2 separate regions of the Gossypium hirsutum genome follow, and region 2 is linked to region 1. A link is a contact called in public Hi-C data. All regions are on one chromosome and are shown on one strand. Each heading gives the region's core, a stretch centred on a gene start, on an enhancer-like site or on the middle of the called end of the contact. The rest is flanking DNA. Distances are from core to core; before and after follow the strand shown.

Evidence for each region. A called contact is a pair of places that touch in the nucleus more often than the background predicts.
Region 2: a contact with region 1 is called in a Hi-C map of seedling, with 1.5 times the contacts expected there. The contact joins the promoter of LOC107950492 here to the enhancer-like site in region 1. A contact is called at or near these places in 5 of 34 Hi-C or Micro-C datasets (leaf and seedling).

The regions. Positions count from the first base shown.
Region 1 is chrD03:3,843,059-3,847,928 of Gossypium_hirsutum_v2.1, reverse strand. No RefSeq gene overlaps it. Among protein-coding and RNA genes, the nearest start is that of LOC107950494, 3.9 kb to the left of the region's middle. Within about 2 kb of position 2,603, at least 1 of the 9 cell types and tissues checked has an H3K27ac peak or open chromatin away from gene starts, as enhancers often do.
Region 2 is chrD03:3,877,143-3,882,017 of Gossypium_hirsutum_v2.1, reverse strand. LOC107950492 (glycine-rich domain-containing protein 1) reads left to right here and starts at 1,375. Exons shown (of 9, transcript XM_016885340.2): 1 at 1,375-1,460; 2 at 1,592-1,760; 3 at 1,965-2,082; 4 at 2,163-2,417; 5 at 2,501-2,956; 6 at 3,049-3,590; 7 at 3,848-4,043; 8 at 4,388-4,543; 9 at 4,642-4,875. The coding sequence starts at 1,433.

The sequences.
Region 1 (4,870 bases), core at 1,354-3,853:
CACCACAACATATGCCTTATTTGGTAGGAGTTTCACCTGTGACAGTGGTGGATAGAAGTTTACAACCTTGAAAGGCTAATAGGAAATTCTTGCAGTTTCACCTCAAAAAAGCTCAGACTCGTATGAAATAGTTGGCTGACAAACATCAAATTGACAGGAGTTTTCAGATTGGTGATTTGGTCTACTTGCGATTGCAACCCTATAGGCAACAAACAGTAAAAAAGGTCATTCATTAGAAACTATCTCCTAAGTATTATGGTCATTTTTGCCTATGGTTAAGAAGGTGGGATAAGTGGCCTATACACTCCAATTACGCCAGGATCACGCATTCACCCAACTTTTCATGTGTCTCAGCTGAAAAAACACATCAAATCAGCTCTAGTTCAGGTTCAACTACCTTTGATTGATGATCATGGGGACTTGAAGAAAGAACTAGTGTGAATTTTAGACAAGAGTATGGTGAATAAAGTGAAACAGGTAGTGACTGAAGTCCTGGTGGAGTGGATCAATTCTTTCCTTAAAGATGCTACCTGGGAATCCTTGCAGCAGTTTCAAGCCAATTTTCCTCATTTTGGTCTTTAAGGACAATGATATTTTCCTAGAGGGCAGTAATTGTTATGGGGTAGAATTTCAATCAAGAAAATATGATGTATGGGATGAAACGGTGCATTAGACTTAAAGGATCTTAAACAGTGTGTTTTGCTTTTAGTTAAATGGTGCGTTGTAAACACAGAATAAAACTTAGTGAAATGCTGCGTAATGTCTTTAGTGAAATGATGAACAGCATCAACAGACTAACTAGAAATTGTAACTAACTTTGCCACGTTTGCTTTCTTCTTCTTTTAACCTTTAGTTGTAAGGGAAAATGGTTATCGAAATACATACACAAAAAAGTTACAGAAAACTTCTCTTTTTCTCTTTTTTTTTTCTTCTATTCTCCTTATTGTTCAATCTTAGATTTTAAAGTGTATCAATGAAATTAGTGTTGGCACACACCCTTAGATCTCTCAATAATCCACAAAATAAAAAAAAACAAAAAGAGGAAATTTTTTTATTCCCAGTGTTAATGATAAGGTTGAGGTTGAGAAGAATATGAGTCTCTAAGCTGCCATTAGTTTAGACAAAAATCTCAAACCATTCGAACTGTTGAATTTTAATAGTAAAGAAGGAGAATTTAAGATCTTTTTTACTGAAAAAAGACTTATCATCATTTTCATCATACTCTTTAGAGTGTATATAGAAGAACAAAAAAATCAGTTGTAACAATTTTGCAGATTTTTAAAAGACTAACTACTTCAAAATACTAGTACTCTTATTCAACAAATAACCAATAAATTAGGATAATTGTTTCATATTAATTTGACTAAATATCCTAACTAAGATAACAGAAAAACAATATAATTAACACCCTCCCTTAAACTGATTTTTGCTTAAAACAGTTTAGGATTTATTTGTTTTGAGAAATCCTTAATCAATGCCTTAAGGAGAACAAACTCCAAGCATCTTTCTTATTTTTTCAAATGCTTTTTGTTTAAGTGGTTTGGTCAAAATATCAACAATCTATTCATTGCTCTTGTAGAACTACAACTCTATCTTCTCTTCCTTGCATAAATCCAACAAAAAATGAAAATGAACATCACTATGTTTGCTTCTCCCATGCATCACTGGATTTCTTGACAGCTTGATAGTTGGCATATTATCACAGTTTATAATTGTTAGACCTTTTTGCTCAACTCTAAGTATTTTGAACATATTTCTAAAATACAATGCTTGACCCGTACTTGAAGTTGCTGCCACAAATTCAACATCGGTTATGGAAAGTGTAACTATTTGATGCTTCTTTGACAACCATGATATTACACTTGAATTAAACATGAACACATAACCGGAAGTGCTCTTACGATCATCAATATCCCCTGCATAATTACTATCAATATACCCAAAAAAATTAACCCATGCATAATTACTATCAGTATACTCAAAAAAATTAACATCAATATCATTTTTGTAAAACACACCATAATTAACTATACCATTCACATATCTCAAAACTCTTTTAGCTGCATTGAGATGCATTTCAATCGACTTTTCCATGTATCTACTAATTAAACTCATTGCATACATGATATCAGGCTTGGTAGATGTCAAATACATGAGGCAGCCAACTATTTGCTTAAAATAAGTGTTGTGTACTTCCTTCCTTCATCATCTTTGTGCAGCTTCAAATTAGGTTCAATTGGTGTAGCAAATGGCTTGTAATCTGTCATTTTGAACTTTACAAGAATCTCATGAGCATATTTCTTCTGATAAATAAAATTACCAACAGAAGTTTGAATGATTTATAATCCCAGAAAGTATTAATCCTAGATTGATCATTTCAATCTCTTTCATCATAGACAGCTTAGACTCATTAAACATATCAACATTATTACCAGTAAATATCAAGCCATCAACTTAAAGATAAACAATAAGCATTTTACGTCCATCAGACTTGGCATAAAGGGTATGCTCAAAAGGAAATTTCTCAAATCCCTACTTTGCAAAATGAGCATCTATGCGACTATACCAAGCTCTTGGTGCTTGCTTTAGCCCATAGATAGCTTTCTTTAGTCGATAAACCTTCTGTTCTAAACTTATCCTCTCATAACCAGATGGTTGATCAACAAACACTTCCTCTTATAAGTTGCCATGCAAGAATACAGACTTAACATCTAATTGAAGAATCAACCATGAATGTTGTGCTGCAAGCAAAATCACTAATATGTTTGTATTCAGCCTTACAGTTGGAGCAAAAACTTCTTTATAATCAATCTCATGCTCCTGCTTATAACCTTTTTCCACCAACTGAGCTTTGTGTTTGTCAATTTCACCTTTCTCATTCAACTTCGTCTTGAAACCCCATTTAACACTAATGTATTTTAATCCTTCGGGTAGATCTCTCAGCTCCCAAGTGTGATTTTTCTCAATGGACTCAATTTCTTTATCTGTTGCCTCATGACATTTCTTCTCTTTTACAGCATCATAAAAAGCGATTAAATCACTGACATGCATCGCGCATGTGCAATAAAATAATGAACTTAAAAAATAATTTTTAAAGTCTGATTTTCTACAAGCGTACAAGTCAATTGTAATATTTATAGTGTTATAATGAAACACTAGAGCATTCCAAGGATAGCTAGGATAACCAAGAGAGGTGGCGATTAAGTGATAGCTAGCATACACTATCGAGTCTAAGGGGCTAATAATACGATTTTATAGTATGACAATTCATTTCAAGAAAAGATTGCAAGAAAATTAAATATGCTACTCTAATGACTAAATTGTAAAGAACATAAAACTAAGGGAATATTCAGTAAATAACTAATAGTGGTTGATTGATTTCGATGTGGTTCACCGGCCTTCAAACAATAGACTTAAATCTTGTAAATTACTAAATGGCTCCATTTTATTTTCTGATCTCAATTTTACCAACTAAGACGAATTAGCTCCGATTTATCTTTCGATCTCACCGGTTAATCTGGGATTAATGAATGGGTGTGCGACAAGATTACCTTCCAATCTCACTTGCCTCGATATTCCCTTAGAGGCGTCACTTTCTAAGTTTTTAGGTCTATTCAATTTAGTCTAATTTATTATGATTTTGTCTTTTGTCCAAAGATTTCGATTTACCCACATCTCCATTTACCAACCCCTTTGATGTTTAGCTACTCATGCTAAAACTAAAAGAAATGAATATGGAGATGGAAAACGAAACAACCACGAAAGTAAAACTTAATAAAAACATGAAAGTCGATATTTTTATGAAGAAAACTTAAATAACATCAAACTAAAAGCATTTAACAAGAAAATCTAAAGTAAAAAACATAAACGGAACAAGTTTTAATATATTTAAAGTAAAAGAAACCGAAATACATTAAACTAAAGCTTAACATGTCTTGAAACTAAGGTACATGGACTGAAAATGTAAATAAACCTTAGCTACAGTGATAACTAACTTAACTAACACTAAAAACATCAATAACAAGAAGTAAATGTAGAAAAATAAACTCTAAACTAAGAAAGAAGAAGAAAAAAATAAAAACCCTAGAAAAAGTACAGAAAACTAAGAAAAACCTAGAGAAAACTAAACCTAAAACTAAACAAGTATGTATCCTCCTCAGCCAATTTCAGTTGTTTTAAGCTGTCACCTGATACTTTTTTATTACCAAAAATGCCCCTACACAGGCCTTATATGATTGGTGGATCGGGTGGACAAAGGCTACATTTTTTGTCAAAGTTTGTCCCCCTAACAAAGACAGTGTCACGATACCCAAAATTGGATATCGTGACATCTCAGGCAATGTCGAGCCTTGGGGTCACCTTTGAATGGTGGATATCGTGATACCCAAAGAGGATATTGCAATACCATTGATGGGAGTCTTTCTCTTCCATATTGTTAGAGATATTGCGATCCCAAGGTGTGGATATCACAATATCCTTTCACTTGGTATTGTTCTCACTTGTTTTTTACCTCCAACACGTCTTTACACCACTCAATCACACATTAGACCTCCCAATAGCACTATTGGCCAAATTGGGTAAAAAAATGGGAAAAAACGAGCCATTTTCACTTGTTAACTAGAAATCTAAAAATAATAAATATAAATATATAAAAGACCTTTTTCTTGAGAAAAAGCTCCGTAAGTATGTCAAAAAAGCCTGATTTGCCATATCAATTTGTGGCAGATCAATCACTATCAACATATAATACACAATAAGCATCATCATCTGTACTAATATCATCGCACATCACCCATGCATGCCTTTTCCTTGAGTTTTCATCCCTCAAATTATATCTCATTTCTTCTTCTTCTTCTTCTTCTTCTTCTTC
Region 2 (4,875 bases), core at 126-2,625, 35 kb before region 1:
TTTTGTCTTGTTTATTATCCATTTATATTCGCGATAATAAATAAATAAATACTCATTAAGAAAAATTGAAAAATAAAAAATCGATTCGAATGGGAGTGTTTAAATGATTATTTAATTTTTGAAAATTAACATTTGCGTATATTTATACTAAACAAATGTTATTAAAAAATATGAGTGTCAAATCTTTAATAGTCATATTTAACTTCAAGTTTGAAAATAGTAAGATTTCCGTTGGGCATTTTCCTTCTTACTTCATGGAAAATTCAATAAAAAATTATATAAAGATGTAAGAAACAGAACATCATTAGAAAATTTCAATGCAAGTTGCAAATCCCTATCAATAGCTTACTAATCTTTGTTTATTCCTTAATTTACTATAAATTATTCTTCTTTGATATTATCCATACAAAAGAAAATAATATTTAGAGAAATAAAAATATTATCCCATTGGAGACCCTACATAAAAGACAACCCTTGCTTTTATATCCTTGCTCAATCATAATTTTTAAAAATAATATATATAAAATATTAATAAATAATTATAAATTATAAATGAATATTGAAGAATTAATTTTTTTTGAAAATAAAATTTCAAGTGATAATGTGACACAATTTCAAAGTATTATGTCATCATATTTTAACAGAATCTAAATTTAAAGACCAAATTGAAAAACTATCAAATTTTGAGACTAATATGGATAAAAAAAATTTAGAGACTAAACGGAAAATTTGCTAAATGTTACCTTGTCCTCAGTTATATTATTCTATATCACGTTTCAGAGAAAATAAGAAGAAGATTAAATTTTGCTATTAGTCCCCATATTTTATGTTATGGATTTGATCCCTTACTTTAATTTGGTCATTTTTTGTCTTTATATTTTTTAATTTTTTAATTTCAGTCCTTACGAAAAGATAATTGTTAAATTCATTTAGTTAAGTTCTGTTATTTTCAAAATCTGATGTGGCAAACATATTATCATATGTGTACTACTATGTCAGCTTGTTTTTTCCACACACTACACACTAAAAATCTAGTTAATGGATTAAATACTGTCATCTGTGTCAAGATTGAAATTTCAAAGCTCAATAAGTATAAGGACTTAGAATGATCCAATTGGAGAATATGGACTTACAACGATACACGTTGTATAGAACTAGTAATTGAATTTAAACAAACAAATTTAACTGCTACTATTTGGTTCAGGACTAAAATTTCAATATCCGAAAAGTACAAAGACTAAAATTGATTACACTAAAGTACAAAGACTAAATCCACAACTTTCACAAAGTACGAGGAATAATAGGAAATTTTAACAAAAAAATGAAAAGGACATTCTGGTCATTTTCTTTGAACTTCAGTTAAGAGTTTCAGACAAGAATCTCCAATATATAGCTCGACAGATATTGCGAAATATCACAACTGAGAAAAGCAATGACAAGCCAAGTGAAATACGTTTCCGGTATTCTTCTCAATCTGTTCATCATCAGTTATGAACAAAAAAAATCAGTTATAATTCTTATGTCATTTTATTAATTTCCTTCTTTGATTTTGTTTTTCTATTAATGGGATTCTGTTTCTATGTGGCAATAGAAGAGATGGAAATGGAGAAAGAGCAAGGACTGGAATGGATCGAAGCTCAAAAGATCGAAATTAGTTTGAACCTTGCAGGTGCTGCCAAGAACCAGCTTGAATTCCTCGCTGCTGTCGATAGGAACCGTTGGCTCTACGATGGCCCTACTCTCCATAGAGCCATTTACAGGTGATCACTTTCACAGCTCAATTTCTTGATTGTTGCTAAAATCATCATTTTTACCATTTTCAAATTCTGGGTCTTTTTGGGGATTTCATTTTGTCTAAGTTTCTCCAAGTTTTGCATTTGATTCCTAGCTTAAACCCTTTTAATTGATGTGCATTTTGAATCAAAATTTGGGTTGTTGATTTTTTTATATATGCTAATTTTTAGGTACAATGCTTACTGGCTTCCCTTGCTAGCCAAATGTTATGAAGAACCCATTTTGGAAGGGCCTTTGGTTGTTCCTCTTGATTGTGAATGGATTTGGCATTGCCATAGGCTAAACCCAGTATGTCTCTAAGCTGAAATTTTTTGCTTGTTTTATTTTTTGTAAGTTGAAGTTGGCATTTTCTTGTCTTTTTAAATCAGGTTCGTTACAAGTCTGACTGTGAAGAACTCTATGGGAAGATCCTTGACAATACTAATGTTGTGTCTTCCCTTCGAGGCGCATGTAAACGGCAAACCGAAGAAATTTGGAACAGGCTTTATCCGAATGAAGCTTATGACTTTGATTTCACCAAAGCCTTGTCTGAAAATGCCTCTGAAACACTTTCTGGACTTGAAAAACACACTGAATATGATCTAGTTTCAGCTGTTAAAAGGCAGAGTCCTTTCTTTTATCAGGTGAGTCCGGGAATGATCTAAATCGTTATCTTTTTAGTAGCATTCTTCTTTGACAATCTGCCTAATCTTGTTTTCGGCTCTAGGTATCCAGAGCGCATATGAATAACAATATCTTTATCGAAGAAGCTGTAGCTAGGTATAAGGGTTTCCTTCATCTGATCAAGAGGAATCGAGAGAATTCGACAAAGCGCTTTTGCGTTCCAACCTATGACATCGACCTTATCTGGCACACACACCAGTTGCATCCTGTCTCTTACTGCAAAGATTTGAATACAGTACTTGGTAAGATATTGGAGCATGATGATACAGACTCAGACAGAACTAAGGGGAAGAAGCTTGATGTCGGATTTTCGGGGACTACTAAACAGTGGGAGGATACATTCGGCAAAAGATACTCGAAGTCGGGGGCCATGTATAGAGGGAATTCTCCATCTCCTCTTGCAGCTATTCCTTGCATTCCCGACATTTTACCTAAGAAAATAGATGCAACAAATGAGTTTCCGAACATTATTAAGCTTCCTGAGATGAGGATTGTAGAGGTAGTTTACCTATATTTAACCTGGACCACGGTACCAATGCTGCTTTCGTATTTTAAAGGTCATTTCTCATTATGTTTGATGCCTTTTTTCAGGTACTTTTGGAGATTGTTGCAGTTAAGAACTTACCGGACGAAAAGAAGGGGAATCTCTTTGTCTTGTTAAGTAAAACTCAACCCGATGTATTCTGTAATACTAAGCAGAAACTGACTATTTTATCTGAGTCTGGGAAGAAACAGGTTCTTTTATTTCAGTGTGAACCTACTGGTGAACTGCATTTCGAACTCGTATCAAATTCAGCTTCCACTTTACCAGTAACAAAGACATGCAAAACTCTAGGCACTGCTTCACTCTCCATAGAAGAGTTTCTAGATCCGGTTTCCAAACTTGCTGTGGAGAAATGGTTGGACTTGGTACCCCCTTCTGGAAATGGATCTTCAAAACCGATTGGCCTACGTGTTGCTGCTTCCTTCACAGTTCCTACAGCAGCACCACATGTGCTTCACATGGTTCGATCCCATCCTTTTTCGAAAGGTTCTTGTTTTCAGCTCCCTCTTACCGGAACTGTCCCAAGTGGCAAGAGCTATACCCGTGTCATTGATGAAACTCAAGCTGAGGTCATAAGACTTCAAATGAGGTATATACATGCATTCACACCAAGTTAAATGTTGGCAATTAACTTTAAGCTTACTTCCGAGTATTTTTACAAGTTATTAAATATTTATATACCGTCTAAGCCGAGTGTTTTTGTGTCTTTAGCCCGTGCTGTTTACATATGATAATTCTTTGGAAAACAATTATAGCACCTATGCATCTTTCTGTTTTCTCACCACTGTTAGTTTCAAGACTTGTAAACCTTGGAATTAATTTGACAATTTCGGGGCTTGATTATAGGGAGTTCGGGAAGGCAAAGATGAAAGAGAACAGCCTCTCGAGTAAGCAAGTAATTGGTATCACAAAGCATGGAGAAACTCATACAGTAGCAGAGTTTCTAGGGACTCATTGGAATTTGATGAATTCCCAATGGGTTCTTCACAATGCAGAAGTCGGTGAAAATGGTCATCTCTTTGATCTCAAAGGCAATAGGACGGTATGCATCCATTTATTTTCACATCATATATATAAATCTCTTATGATATTGTAAAGTTTGTTATACATGATGAACCTTCATTTACGCAAATAAAGCGTAAAGTAATAGAGATTGTTGTTTTTACCTTAACTTCCATCCTGACATATCTTGAACTTGCTAGGAGTTTGTTTCATTGGCTACATAAATCATTCTTTCACCTCTTACACAACGCTCGGGGAGATCATACTCCAGCATCTTATTGTTACTTTCTTTTGATTTTTGCTGCCTGAGCGTCTGCATGTTTTAGTTGTGCATATATATATATGATTAGTGTTAAATTTCCCACTCTTTTGATTATTGAACAGGTAAAGGTTTTTTCTGGTAGAAAACTGGATTACGAACCCAAACATTGTGAGAAGCAGAAGAACGAAGGTGACTTTATGACTGCTGTTGAATTTTCTGTTGAACATCCATACGGAAAAGCTGTTGCATTGCTTAACTTGAAATCTAGATGCTTGAAGGTAGGTTAGCTATTTGCCATTTATTAGACATGCAACTATACAATTATAAAAAGATGAAATTTACTTACTGGTTCCACTTTTTAATTGAAAATGAATAGGCAAAGGAGGGATGGTTTGTTTTGCCCGGATTGGTATCGATGTTTATACTTTCTCACATTTTGAAGAAGGAAGGACGCTTTGGCTTCACTGTTGATGGCAAAAGTACGAAAGAGATAGATGGTGCAACACGAAAGGTAATTGTTGACAACGACCAGCATGCCTCCATGGAAACTGAAGTCCATTCGGATGTGACATTAGAAAATGCAGTGATACCTAAAAAAGATGGTTCATGC